Linked DNA regions of Gossypium arboreum: region 2 is linked to region 1. Evidence: chromatin contacts called from public Hi-C data. All regions are on one chromosome and are shown on one strand. Each heading gives the region's core, a stretch centred on a gene start, on an enhancer-like site or on the middle of the called end of the contact. The rest is flanking DNA. Distances are from core to core; before and after follow the strand shown. Region 1 holds the start of LOC108474683 (probable xyloglucan glycosyltransferase 12). Region 2 holds the start of LOC108476377 (amino acid transporter AVT6A-like).

What was found. A called contact is a pair of places that touch in the nucleus more often than the background predicts.
Region 2: a Hi-C map of leaf shows a contact between it and region 1, with 3 times the contacts expected there. The contact joins the promoter of LOC108476377 here to the promoter of LOC108474683 in region 1. A contact is called at or near these places in 2 of 5 Hi-C or Micro-C datasets (both in leaf).

What each region holds. Positions count from the first base shown.
Region 1 is chr3:117,663,464-117,670,493 of ASM2569848v2, reverse strand. It overlaps LOC108474683 (probable xyloglucan glycosyltransferase 12), which reads left to right and starts at 4,377. Exons shown (of 5, transcript XM_017776680.2): 1 at 4,377-5,638; 2 at 5,734-6,042; 3 at 6,163-6,453; 4 at 6,537-6,650; 5 at 6,730-7,030. The coding sequence starts at 4,895. LOC128290112 (a long non-coding RNA gene) reads right to left here and starts at 1,958. Exons shown (of 3, transcript XR_008279755.1): 1 at 1,528-1,958; 2 at 445-568.
Region 2 is chr3:117,875,989-117,882,004 of ASM2569848v2, reverse strand. It overlaps LOC108476377 (amino acid transporter AVT6A-like), which reads left to right and starts at 2,924. Exons shown (of 6, transcript XM_017778584.2): 1 at 2,924-3,026; 2 at 3,507-4,271; 3 at 4,367-4,519; 4 at 4,597-4,800; 5 at 5,201-5,666; 6 at 5,816-6,016. The coding sequence starts at 3,848. The coding sequence ends at 5,849. LOC108476378 reads left to right here and starts at 607. Exons shown (of 3, transcript XM_017778585.2): 1 at 607-1,314; 2 at 1,382-1,468; 3 at 2,566-2,914. The coding sequence starts at 877. The coding sequence ends at 2,712.

The DNA of each region.
Region 1 (7,030 bases), core at 3,128-5,627:
AAACAGAGTCAGAGCTATTTCTGGATCCCCTATTTCAACTTTGGAAATTCACCATAAATTGTAAAAAACTAATTAGAAGGTGTGTTTTATATGGTTAGAATCCTTGTTGAGTCTAGTTTTAATAGAAACAAATAGCTTAGTCATATGAATTTTTTCAGGAAGAAACATGGTTCATAGTAAGAAGAGGTCAGTGCAGTCGAGTTTTGAAACAGGGAAACTTTAACTAATAAACTATACTAATTTTCCAAGTCAAAAATTCTAGAAAAAAAATTAGTAGATAGATATATGAGTCTAGTTTCAGGAAAAATTTACGGATCTTAATTTTGAGTTTTGAAACTTGAGAAAAGAATTTTTAAGAAACCATGATGCAGAAAAACAGTTTATTCTGAAAATTAAAATAAGTGGTTTAAAGTTGTTTAAAAGGTAAGATAAGTTTAGTAACACCTCAAGCTTGACTCCGGTGATGGTTTCGGGCGTGGGGGTGTTACATCCGGCCTTACTTTATTGACTGTGTCGCAAATAGGTCATTTTCTGCTCGTTTTTAACTTATAGCATCCCAATTGCATTCCTGACAAGATTAAAACATAAAATCACTAATTTGGCAGGGATCAATTCAAGAATTAACCGATTTAAACACAAAAATCATGCAAATTTAACATGTTATCAAATCCCCCTACTTAGCTCATGCTTGCCCTCAAACATATTGTACTTTTATACATTAGAAATTATTCAATAATTTATTAGAAATCAGACCTCTTTTCTCCATACATAATCAGTGCAAACAATATAGGCAAAAAATAAATAAGTGCTCAAAATACCTAGTTTGATCAACAAATGTCCATAAATTTGAAACATGTAAACTAAATTATTTCACTAAATGAAGTGTGTACCAAAATTTGGAAATCATATTTTTTTTCATTTTCAGTTCAATCTTAAATCCCAGTTTACACAGCTTTGCAAAACACACACACTCTCTCTCTTCAAAATTTCGAGATTATATAATTTAACCATCTTATCAAATTTTCCTCAAATTAGTCCCTAATTTTAGAATAATTAAACTTTCATATTCTGTTTTTAGAATTGTAAATTCTCAAACCATGTAAATTAGTTCTAAAACTCATGTTTTGAAATAAACCTTTCAATTTTCATATTTCATAATCATACAATTTGGTCCTTACTTCAATTTTTATCAAATAAATCACTTAACAAATTATTTTTCAATTTACTCATCTAAATAGTATTCAAAATAGATATTTACCACATTCGACATGGTAAATACACATTCCATCATTCAAAATAATTAATTTCAAATTAAACTATTCTTAGTAAAAACACCCTCACTTTCTTACTTTCAATTATTCACTTCAAATCATCCACCAAATTATTTGTAAAATCATTCACTTCATACATAAATATAATACTTCCATCACTTTGAACATAAAAGATAATTATATACACTTAATTATTACAGTTTCACATTAAATTGTATAATCAAATAAATATAACATAATAATTTGAAAAACTTACCTTAATTTCTCCACCTACCCATACTCTCTTCCACTTCCAACATCCATCTTCAAGTTTTTTTCCTCATCAAATATGAACTCCAACTAGCTTCACAAGAAACTTATCTTGCCATGGCGTTGTTCTCTTATTTTCACTAAAAATCTATGGAAGAATTTTTGAAGTTTGAGCTTAAAAGGGTTGAAAAAAGGTAGACAAGGACCTAAATGAAAGAAAACAAAAGTTTGGCTCAATATGAGAAACCAAGAAGAGAGGATGAACTGATGATGGATGATATCTTTTTTTTCTTTTTCTTTTTTTCTTTTCTACATCTTTCTACACAAATATTTTATTAACTTTGTATTTTAAATTAATAGTAATATTTAACTAAAAAAATCAAATTATCATCATGCCAAACATGTGAACCACATTGCATTTTAATTTCATCCAACTGCTAATGTACTCTCTTGGTAAAATTTCCCTTCAAGTCCTTCCTCTTTTTCCTATATATCTAATCCAATTATTTTTTATTTTCACACTTTTGCCCAACACTTCTCACACCTTTACAATTTGGTCAATACCTTAATTTAATTTCTCTAAATCCAAAAGTATTTTTAATTTCTTATAATCTCCAACTAGATTCTCCACTAATATTAAAAATTCTATTTTATTTAATTCAAAAATTCTAACACGAGTAAGATCCATGCTAAAACTGTTCTTATCTCTGGGTGTTGGGAATGTTACACTTAAATTTTTCTATTTTATTTAATTTAGTCCATACCATTATTTTCCAATTCCACCTATCAATATTTTTTTTTTCATGACACATTAGAAAATCATCTATTTATTTGTGACTCCACCTTTTCTTCTTTAGGTCTATTATCACTTTTAGTCCTCTAACTTTAACCAAATTCCAAATTGTTTTATTTTACTTACCCTTTTTTGTCAAACCAAATTTCAATACACTCAATCCATTTTCTTGATAAATTTACCATGTATGTTATTGGAACAATATCATTTGTTATATTGAAAATTTTGGGTATTACACAACCATAACTTAAGCTCTTAAGCTTAAAATAATATGAATCAAATTGTGTTTCGAAGCTAAGAACTAGTTCTGTCATTGGTCAACGGATATCCCGACCCAAGAAATGTCTAGTACCTATCCAAAAGTGCATCTTAAATTGACTGATTTTCTAGAGTTAAAAATTGGCATCTTCAATGAATTGAATTTAATAAATTTCTCATCATCCGTACATGTTGAATTGATCATTGGCACCCAATAAAAATTTTCAAGCATGTTTGCATCCAAAATTCTCAATTTTGAATTAAGATTTCCAAAAATCAAAAGCTTGATTTTTTTTAAGCTCAATCTTGTTTCTTTGAACTTTGAAGCTTATTAAATTTATTTGTCATGAACTCTAATATAATTAAGTTCATCTTTACTCGAATCTGTCTGGATCTTGTGCTATAGACAACTTTGACGAATTTTTCTATTTTTGTTATAATATGAATAATTGAAAATTAATATAAATGGTGATTGAAAAAGATATGCTAAGCACTCTCACAAGTTTAGGTTAAATAAATGCTCTTGGAAGCATGCTAAGCCAATATGAGGTGATTGGAAAAGAATATTTGAATTGGGATAAACACAAATCTCTCAAGTGAAGAACAAATTAAACATTTTGTTTAACACAGGTATTGGTTGAAAAAGAAGAATATAATTTAAGTCATAAGGCTTTAGAATGTTAATCCCTCATCTTCAAATGCAACCTTGAGTTTTTAAAATTATTTCATCTTAAATTTCACTATGAATATTTGTAATATTTGATTTTAATTATATTTATTGGAATATATTATTTATATTTGTGATTATAATATTTTTATATAATTATAAGTATCTAAATTTAATCTTGTTGAAAAATTTAAAATTATAGTTATTCTTGAAACATAAAAAATTTATCAAATTCAATAATATGCCTATAAATTCAAAATAATAATAATAAAAGAGGAGAAGCTAATAGGAAAAAAGAGAGCAAGCAAGCAGGCCCTGAAATTATGTCTTCACCTTATCCTTGCCACCATTTTCATTTTATTTTAGTGAGACTTTGAATCAGACAAAAAGAAGTAAGGATGTATCGAAAGTAGCACCGTAACACCGTCCGCGTCTTTCATTAATTTCTCATTGGATTTCCCCTTCTGACTTCTCGCTCCTTTCACTCCAATTTGTCGGTGCCTTAGGTCTGAGGATAGTTTTGACTCTTTTTATCCAAACCAATATATAGATTTAATTACTTTTCATCCTTCCTTGGCCACAAGTGAAACATGCATTTATAGCCTCTGATTTCCCTCATATCTATATCTAACGGTGGGTAAGGTGGGACGGATGCAAAATTTTAGATCAAACTAAAAATAGCTTAAATTTTAAATATTAGATTTGAGTTACACTCCACTAGTTCGTATTAATTTTAAATTTAAAAATATTAAAATAAATAATTTTCATAAATTAAAAATATATTAAAAATTTATACTTAAATAATACTAAGCTAATTGTAACTTAACGAAAAAATATTTATAAAATAAAAATAAAATTAACAATAAAATAAAATTATATAATATCAAAAAATAATAATAATATAATAACAATATAATAATAAAATTACAACAAAACAACAACAAAAAGTTTAGATTACTGTGGAACACGCGCTGAAATGGACCGTGAAACAAAAACCATAACCATAAGATATCCCAAATAGAAGATTCGAAATTCCAATGAAGGGTATTTTCCAATTTACTAGTTACTGCAGTAAAAATAGGAAACTTGTTCCTATCCTCAAAAACAAAATGGGATTTACCCATTATTCATTAACCCTTTCAATTCTCCTCCTCTCATACACAGAAGAAACAACAAACAATAAAATTTTACATCTCTTCGTTTTGACCGCACTGTAAAATTCATCCCATCAAATTTATTGTTTCTACAGTTTTTAGGCTTCATATTATTGTTGCATGTCGTTGCTGAGAGTTATAAAAATTTAAATCAGTAGGTGAAAAGGAAAAACAACTCCGAGAACAACAAAATCTGTCATCGTCGCAACAACACCAAGTTCTGTTTCTCTTTTCTCTGTAAAATTATGAACATAATCTCTGTATAAATCTGTCATTAGTAATGGCATCTCCTTTACCAAGCTGTAATTGAATGTGAAGAGCTTAGAAGCTCCTCTTTGAAAACCAAAGCTTTTTTTCTTTTTTAATTTCTTTTCTTGTTGGTATAAGTTTGGGTCGCCATTGCCATGATTTAGAGAGAGACCACGCTTGTTTATTTGCTTTCTTCTTCTTCCATTGTCATCTGATATTGCGTCTACATTTCGGAGTTTTAAAGAAGCAAACAATGGCGCCGTGGTGGGCGAAGGGCAGCCATAAAGGAACCTCGTTGGTTGTGAAAATGGAAAACCCCAACTGGTCCATGGTCGAGCTCGAAGCTCCATCGGAAGAAGATTTCCTCATCGGCAGCACCCCGACTGGTTCGCGAGAAAAAATACGTGGCAAAAACGCCAAGCAACTCACTTGGGTTCTCCTGTTAAAAGCGCACCGTGCTGCCGGCTGCTTAACCTCCATTACCTCCACATTCCTAAGTTTCGGCTCAACCATCCGTCGCCGAGTCGCCTCCGGAAGAACAGACGACAACGACATCGAAACCGACGAAAACAAAGCCGTTAAAACCGGTTTCTATAACTGCATCAAAGTGTTCCTTTGGCTATCATTATTATTATTCTGTTTCGAGATTGCTGCGTATTTCAAAGGCTGGCATTTTGGTGCCCCAAATCTTCAATTACAATATATTCTCTCGGTGCCGGTTGGTTTCAAAGATTTGTTCGATTGGTTATACACTCATTGGGTTTTGATTCGAGTGGCTTATCTGGCCCCTCCTCTTCAGTTCCTCGCCAATGTCTGCATTGTTCTCTTCCTTATCCAAAGCATGGATAGGTTAATTCTTTGTTTGGGTTGTTTTTGGATCCGATTAAAAAAGATCAAGCCAATCCCCAAGCACGAAGCTGTTGCAGATCTTGAATCTGGGGAAGACTCTTTCTTCCCTATGGTTCTCATTCAGATCCCTATGTGTAATGAAAAAGAGGTAAAAACTAGAAATCCAAAGATAAATTTTTTCTTTCATCATTTTAAAAGGAACCTTTTTTTTTTTAATGATGGTTTAAATATTTGTTTTTGCAGGTTTACCAACAATCCATAGCTGCAGTGTGCAGTTTGGACTGGCCAAAGTCGAGAATTTTGATTCAAGTTTTGGATGATTCCGATGATCCAATGACTCAGCTTCTTATTAAAGAGGAAGTGCATAAATGGCAACAAGAAGGTGCCCACATTGTGTATCGGCACCGTGTACTTAGAGATGGCTATAAAGCTGGTAATCTTAAGTCTGCCATGAGTTGTAGTTATGTTAAAGACTATGAATTTGTTGCCATTTTCGATGCGGATTTCCAGCCCTCCCCTGATTTCCTCAAAAGAACTGTCCCCCATTTTAAGGTAACTAAATTAACTGCCTTCTGATTTAAATTGGGTGCAATTTTGAGAATCGAAGCACTATTTAGTATGTCTAGGATTAGTTGAAGTTGAATCTTATTTTTGGTTTTATGGTTGTTACAGGATAATGAGGATTTAGGGTTGGTTCAGACAAGGTGGTCGTTTGTGAATAAGGATGAGAATTTGTTAACAAGATTGCAAAACATAAATTTGTCATTCCATTTTGAGGTAGAACAGCAAGTGAATGGTGTTTTCATTAATTTCTTTGGATTCAATGGAACTGCTGGGGTTTGGAGGATTAAGGCTTTGGAGGAGTCGGGTGGTTGGCTGGAGAGGACTACAGTTGAGGACATGGATATTGCAGTCCGTGCTCATCTTCGCGGATGGAAGTTCATCTTCCTCAATGATGTTGAGGTATGGTTCTAGTTTGATACGTTATACTGATAGTTACTTTCTTGATCGGTAGTTAATGTTTTTGGTCTTTATTATTTGTTCAGTGTCAGTGTGAACTTCCTGAATCTTATGAAGCTTATAGAAAACAACAGCACAGATGGCACTCTGGACCAATGCAGTTGTTCCGCCTCTGTTTGCCGGATATTATCCGTGCTAAGGTGAATACATATTTGAATTAGTCTTTGCTTAAACATGTGATGATGAACTTTGTTCTTATTCAGTATTTTATTGATGCAGATTAGTGTGTGGAAGAAATTCAATATGATCTTTCTCTTCTTCCTGCTTAGGAAACTGATCCTACCGTTTTACTCTTTCACTCTTTTCTGCATAATTCTCCCAATGACTATGTTTGTTCCGGAGGCCGAGCTTCCAGCATGGGTTGTTTGTTACATCCCTGCTACAATGTCATTCCTCAACATCCTTCCTGCCCCAAAATCGTTCCCCTTCATTGTTCCCTACCTTCTTTTTGAGAACACCATGTCAGTGACCAAGTTCAATGCCATGGTCTCTGGTCTTTTCCAACTTGGTAGTTCATATG
Region 2 (6,016 bases), core at 1,675-4,174, 210 kb before region 1:
GACAACCAATTCAACCGATTCAAAGCAAAAAAATTATTAAAAAATTAAAAAAAATAAGATTATAAAAATTAGTTCTACTACCAATTCAAATGGTTTTTTAGCTTGGTTTAAATCAAATAAATTATTAAAAATATTGAAAATAAAAATTGTTTCAACAGCCAATTCAAATGGTTTTTTAACCCTATTCAATCAATTTGGACTAATTTACGAGGCAACTAGTTTTTACTTCTCACTAGATCGATGCCCTAGTTCGATTGGTATCGACATTATTACCAATGTAGAAGGAAGTGAGTTTAAGTGCATTTAAAAGCGCGTTATCCTCCTATTTAATGATTGAGGAGGAGTTGCAAGTAGTTGTAGTTATTGTATAAAAAAACACAATGCAGACACATTTTTTATAAATTGAATCAATATAATAAATTATGCAAAATACGAAAAAACTTAAAGACAACACGAATATAAAAATTATTTTTTAAAATTGTGTTGCTATAATAAATTATATAAAATAAAATACAATAGCAAATACCATAAACACAACTCGTACCAGAAGTTTTTAAGATGTGAACATTATATATAAGTTTATAATACACTTAACATATGGATATAACAAGAATATGATATAGAAATAATATGGATATTTTATAAACAGGGGACGAGAAACATGACATAAAATTAAATAATTAAAATAATTATAATTTTGAAAAAATAAATATATTTATGCATCAAAATTTACTGTAACATGCAAAATTATTTCTGAATTCTAAAATTATAATCTCATGTTTAAAATAAAAAACCAGATTGGATTGTCAAGACCTGATTCGAATAGGAAACAAACCTACATTTTTGTCTAAATGGAGGGATTAACTGCCTAAGTTGATGGGAAATATTTCCCCAATGGAACTGGATTTTGAGTGCACAGATTTGAGTATTTGGAAAGAAGCTCTCTCCTCCTACAAATCTCGAATCCAATCTCTAAACAAGCCTAATTTGATTTCTCTCGACCAATTTTACACCCACGAACTTCCCTCTCTTCTCCGCCAACGAAACCCTAACCCTTTCATTACCACCGCCGAACTCTCCCGCCTTATGCAATGGAAGCTCACTCGCGGCAAATGGAGGCCTCGTTTGTTAGACTTCGTTTCCTCTTTGGACGACTCTTCCGTCCAATCCGTTTCTCAAAAGGCTTTCCTCTCCCTTCCCGACATCTCCAAAGCCATCTCCGAGCTTACGGTTTTGAAAGGAGTCGGCGCCGCTACTGCCTCCGCTGTTCTCGCCGCCTACGCTCCTGAAACGGCGCCGTTTATGTCCGACGAGGTAACTGCCTCTCCAATCTTTCCTTTATTGGTTTTTTATTTGATATGACTTTTAATTTATATTCAAGGCTATGTTGGCTGCGGTTGGAAGCTCCAAAGATTATTCGTTAAAACAATACTTGTTATTTGTGGAAAAACTAAAAAGCAAATCTAAGGTTGGTGAGATTCCTTTCTATCCTATTAGAGTTATTATTGTTGTTCTTTTGGCATGATCCTTACCTGTATTTAGTCTTGATGATGATGATCAATGTTGTGCAATTAAAATATGCTAGTAACTTTCAAGTTAGTATAATGGCAGTTTAATAAGAAATATTTAAAAAATACTTAGCTTTTTGCAGATGGTATCGATTAGGCTTTGAACTAGTTAACTTTTACTATTTAAGATGTTGATCTTTTTTCTTGTGGAGCCTGTTGGAAGTTCAATTTTGTACATTTTAGGTGGAACTTAGTTTCCATTGACTAAATCTCTTTCATTTTCATGTTCTGAAGTTCGTTTCCATTTTCCTTTTGCTTATTTTGATTGAGCACACACTTTGCATGGTTCCCCAAAATGGTGTTTGCAGGGGAAATTACTTGACAATAACATAGTTTCGGGAGTCAGGACCACAAGTGTTCTTTCTTTCTTTTCCTGAACTCATTGTTTTCAGAGTTGATAGCTGGTCAAGGGTCGCTTTATATTGTTCTGAAGCTTCATTGTTGTCTCACTGAATTTGTAGCTTTCTGATGCCAGTCTTATTGTTTTGTTTCTATTGAATGTTTTATGTTGTTGATAGGTGATCCTTAATCCGTCTCTAGTTTTCCTTGTTTCTGATTCTTGGCTAATTGCGTTTTGACCGGGCAACGCTATCATATTCCTTAAGGAACAACAAGGCAACTCTAGTATTCTCTAATTGTTAATATCCACTGGAACCTTTGCCCATTGTATGTCTGTTTGAAGAACTTATTCAATCAGTGTAGAAGCCACTGAAGTTTTGGCTATACTGCTTATGACCTAAAATTAATAGCCTACCAGTGATAAAATTGATTAAGGAAAGATGTGAATTCTTGATGTTGACAAGTGATAAGCTTTTCACTTCGTCCTCAGTCTGTGCCCCTTCTACGTACCTTTGTTGGCTTTATTCATAGGCTAACAAAAATATTTTCTCATAATGTAATGCATGTTGTTATGGGGAAGGATCAATTAATCATTCATCTATGTGCCTGATCCAGGAAATACCTTTCCGAAAAGGATGATCTATGTTTCTTATTACAGGAACTAAGTTCAATGGGTGACTTCTTCAGACCTTCAGATGTAGAAAGGGCTTTGTGGAGTTCAGCTGTAGGCGTAAAGTTGCAGTCTTCACAGACAGCTCCGGACAAGAAGATCAAGGGAAGCAACAAAAGAAAGAGAAAACATTGAATTATCTATGTGCAAGATGATGGAAACTTTTGTGAGTTCTAACATGGCCAAGTATTAATCTTGTTTACTTGATACTAACACTTTATCAATGTGATGTTGTGCCTTGGTCATATATCTGGCATACATGCATGGAATGCAGCCTGAAATACCTTGTGTTGGATTTAACTGTTTTAGTATGGTTAACCCTCTGATATTAGTTAAATATTGACAGTAGCACAGTACCATGCTATGGCACCTTGCATGAAGTTACTTTGAGAAAATGTCAGAGACCCAAGTTATATGATGAAACCCTTGATCCATCTTTAACTTACGAGGTAATTTCAGTCCTTTTTTCCCCTACTTTATGGATGGTAATTTGCTTGTGGGTGGAATGGTAAAGTGCAGTGCAGGTGCTTTAGATTCAAACCACAGCGTTGTTGAAAGCTAGGTGAACGTACCACCCGGGTTTGGTACTTGAATTAACTAATTAAAGGGACCACGTTAGGCATTATTAACCCACCCACAAGCAAATTAGGGTTGGCCGAAGGACAATGGTCCATTTATGGACTCTTTAATGGTTAGCCTAGCTGTTGCAAACTGAAAGCTAAAAAAGGCTCTCAAATGGCAGAAAAAACATAATTTACACCAATGAAATTCTCGTTTTCTTGGTAAAACAAAATGTAATTTAATAATTGAACCAAAAAAAAAAAAAGAATGCAGTTTTACTATAACAGAAAGAAGTAACAGGAAGGTTTAATAAAATTTCCATTTTGAGCAACCAAAAGCTTGGTTTTTTTTTTTTTTTTTTCATGTAGGGAGATGAGGTCATTGGTTTATAGGTGTCAAGTCGCCATTCGCTTTCCTTGTACTTCCCGTAACCGTTGTGTTATTGGAGCCTTTCCCTTTCGATCTATAAAATTACACCAAAAAGAAAGGCCGTGACGGACGAAATCTTCAAAGCCCAAAGGACCCTCTCTCGCTGGCTGCGTTTCTATTTTCTGGAAACTTTCACGGTAGTTACACGTGTTCGCAATTTATCGTCGGGTCACTTCCCGCGTGAAGACCTTCCCGACTCGGGACTTGCTATCATCTTCAAAAACTTCCTAAGTCTCTTCTTCTTGAACGGCCTCATTCAACGGCTTTAACCACCAAAGTGATGAAAATGAATATTATGCCCTCCTTCTCAGACAGTAAACACCGACGGAGTCCCCGAGGAGAGGCTCTCCTCCCACAAAAGCAGGGCTACCGAGTACTCGAGACTCCCGAAGCCGGCTTTGATGGGGCTTCAACTTCAGGAGCCATTTTCAACCTCTCGACCACAGTTGTGGGAGCCGGTATCATGGCGCTCCCAGCCACCGTCAATCAGTTGGGCCTAATCCCGGGTCTATTCGCAATCATATTCGTCTCTATGCTAACGGGATCATCCATCGATAAGATACTTAGGTTCAGTCGAGCCTCCAAGTCGGCCACGTATTCAGGCGTTGCCGCTGACGCTTTCGGTGGGACCGGCCGTAACATCCTTCAGGTTTGCATCGTCATCAACAATTTGGGCATGCTTGTGGTTTACATGATCATCATAGGTAAGTTTGAAACCCTCCCCCAAAAGAAAAAAAAATTAAGCTTCGTGGAACGACTAATTGCCCTTCGATCACCTCTGAATTTGAATTGATTGCAGGTGATGTGTTGTCGGGGACATGGGAGGATGGGTTCCACCACAAGGGAGTTATGGAAGAATGGTTCGGTGAACACTGGTGGACAACGCGTTCGGCTTTGCTCATGTTCACCACGCTCTTCGTTTTCGCACCTTTCATTTCATTCAAACGCGTTGGTAACTAACTCACTCCTCAAAAATTCTAAATTGCTGCTATACTTTTATTGAATGCTTGTTGTTTTTCGTGATTTTAGATTCATTGAGATACACATCGGCATTGTCAGTTGGTTTCGTGATTGTATTTGTGGCAATAACAGCGGGAGTTACCATTGTTAAGTTGATGGAAGGGAAAATCGAAATGCCTCGTTTAATGCCGAAACTTGAAAACCAGGCATCGTTTTGGAAGCTTTTCACCACTGTTCCTGTTCTAGTCACTGCTTATATATGCCACCATAACGGTAAGTCATCAGAGATTGATTCCTTCTACACTTCTAAGTATTTATTATCATAATTTGGTTTTGTTTAGTTGTTGGTTCAAGTTGATTATCTTCCAATTTGTACCAAATTAGTTGCATCTTTGAGTTGATTGAATGCTTTAACGGTAAGAGATGCTTAATGTACCTGTTGATACCTAAAACTCTGCGAAGAACAAGTAATCCATTTATGGTTCAACATTACATAGAATTACAAATATGATGCGCTATTGTAACAAAAGTTTTCTCTGAAATAAGTGTTCCAACAACTCTCCTCCTTACATGGCAAATATTGTTAAAATTTTAATATATGCTTGTTTATATGACAATTGATCAACCCTTTTGTTTTTATCTTTTTCCTTTTGTCTTGGATACACCTGTGCAGTACTCCCAATAGCGAATGAACTGAGAGACCCTACACAGATGAAGTTAATTGTTAGGAAGTCCCTCATGTTTTGCTCTTCTCTCTACATTGCCACCAGCTTCTTCGGATTAGTTCTGTTTGGAGATCATATTTTGGATGATGTGCTTGCCAATTTTGATGGTGATCTTGGAATTCCGTATAGCTCGTTGCTCGATGACTTGATCAGAGTGAGCTACGGGCTTCACTTGATGCTTGTTTTCCCAATTGTGTTTTTCTCCCTTCGTCTCAACGTAGATGGTCTTTTATTTCCATATGCCATTCCTATTGCCTTTTCCGAAAAGAGGTTCTTCTCAATGACAGTAGCTCTTATGGGTTTTATCTTTATGGGAGCCAACTTTATTCCTAGCATCTGGGATGCCTTCCAGTTCACTGGTGCCACCGCCGCAGTTTGTGTTGGTTATATCTTTCCAGCTGCCATCACCCTTAGGTAAAGTAATAGATGTTTTGTTGAATTCAGTGTCAAATGAACTTTCATGCAACCCCTTGTTAGATGGTGTAGTACTATATATGTTTATAACAGAGTGCACCAGACATTAAAACTAGTATTGAAGATTAGCTACTGGGTTCTTTATGCAGGGACATGGAATTGCAACAAAGAAAGATAGACTAATATCATGGATGATGATATTTCTTGCCGTCTCAACAAGCACGGTGGCTGTGACAAGTGACATTTATGGCATTTTAACAGTTGACAAAGGAGTTATAACCTGATTCTATCGAGGTGTCCGTTTATATATATCCAGTGTTCCGGGTGCAGTGCACTGTTGGAAACCAGAG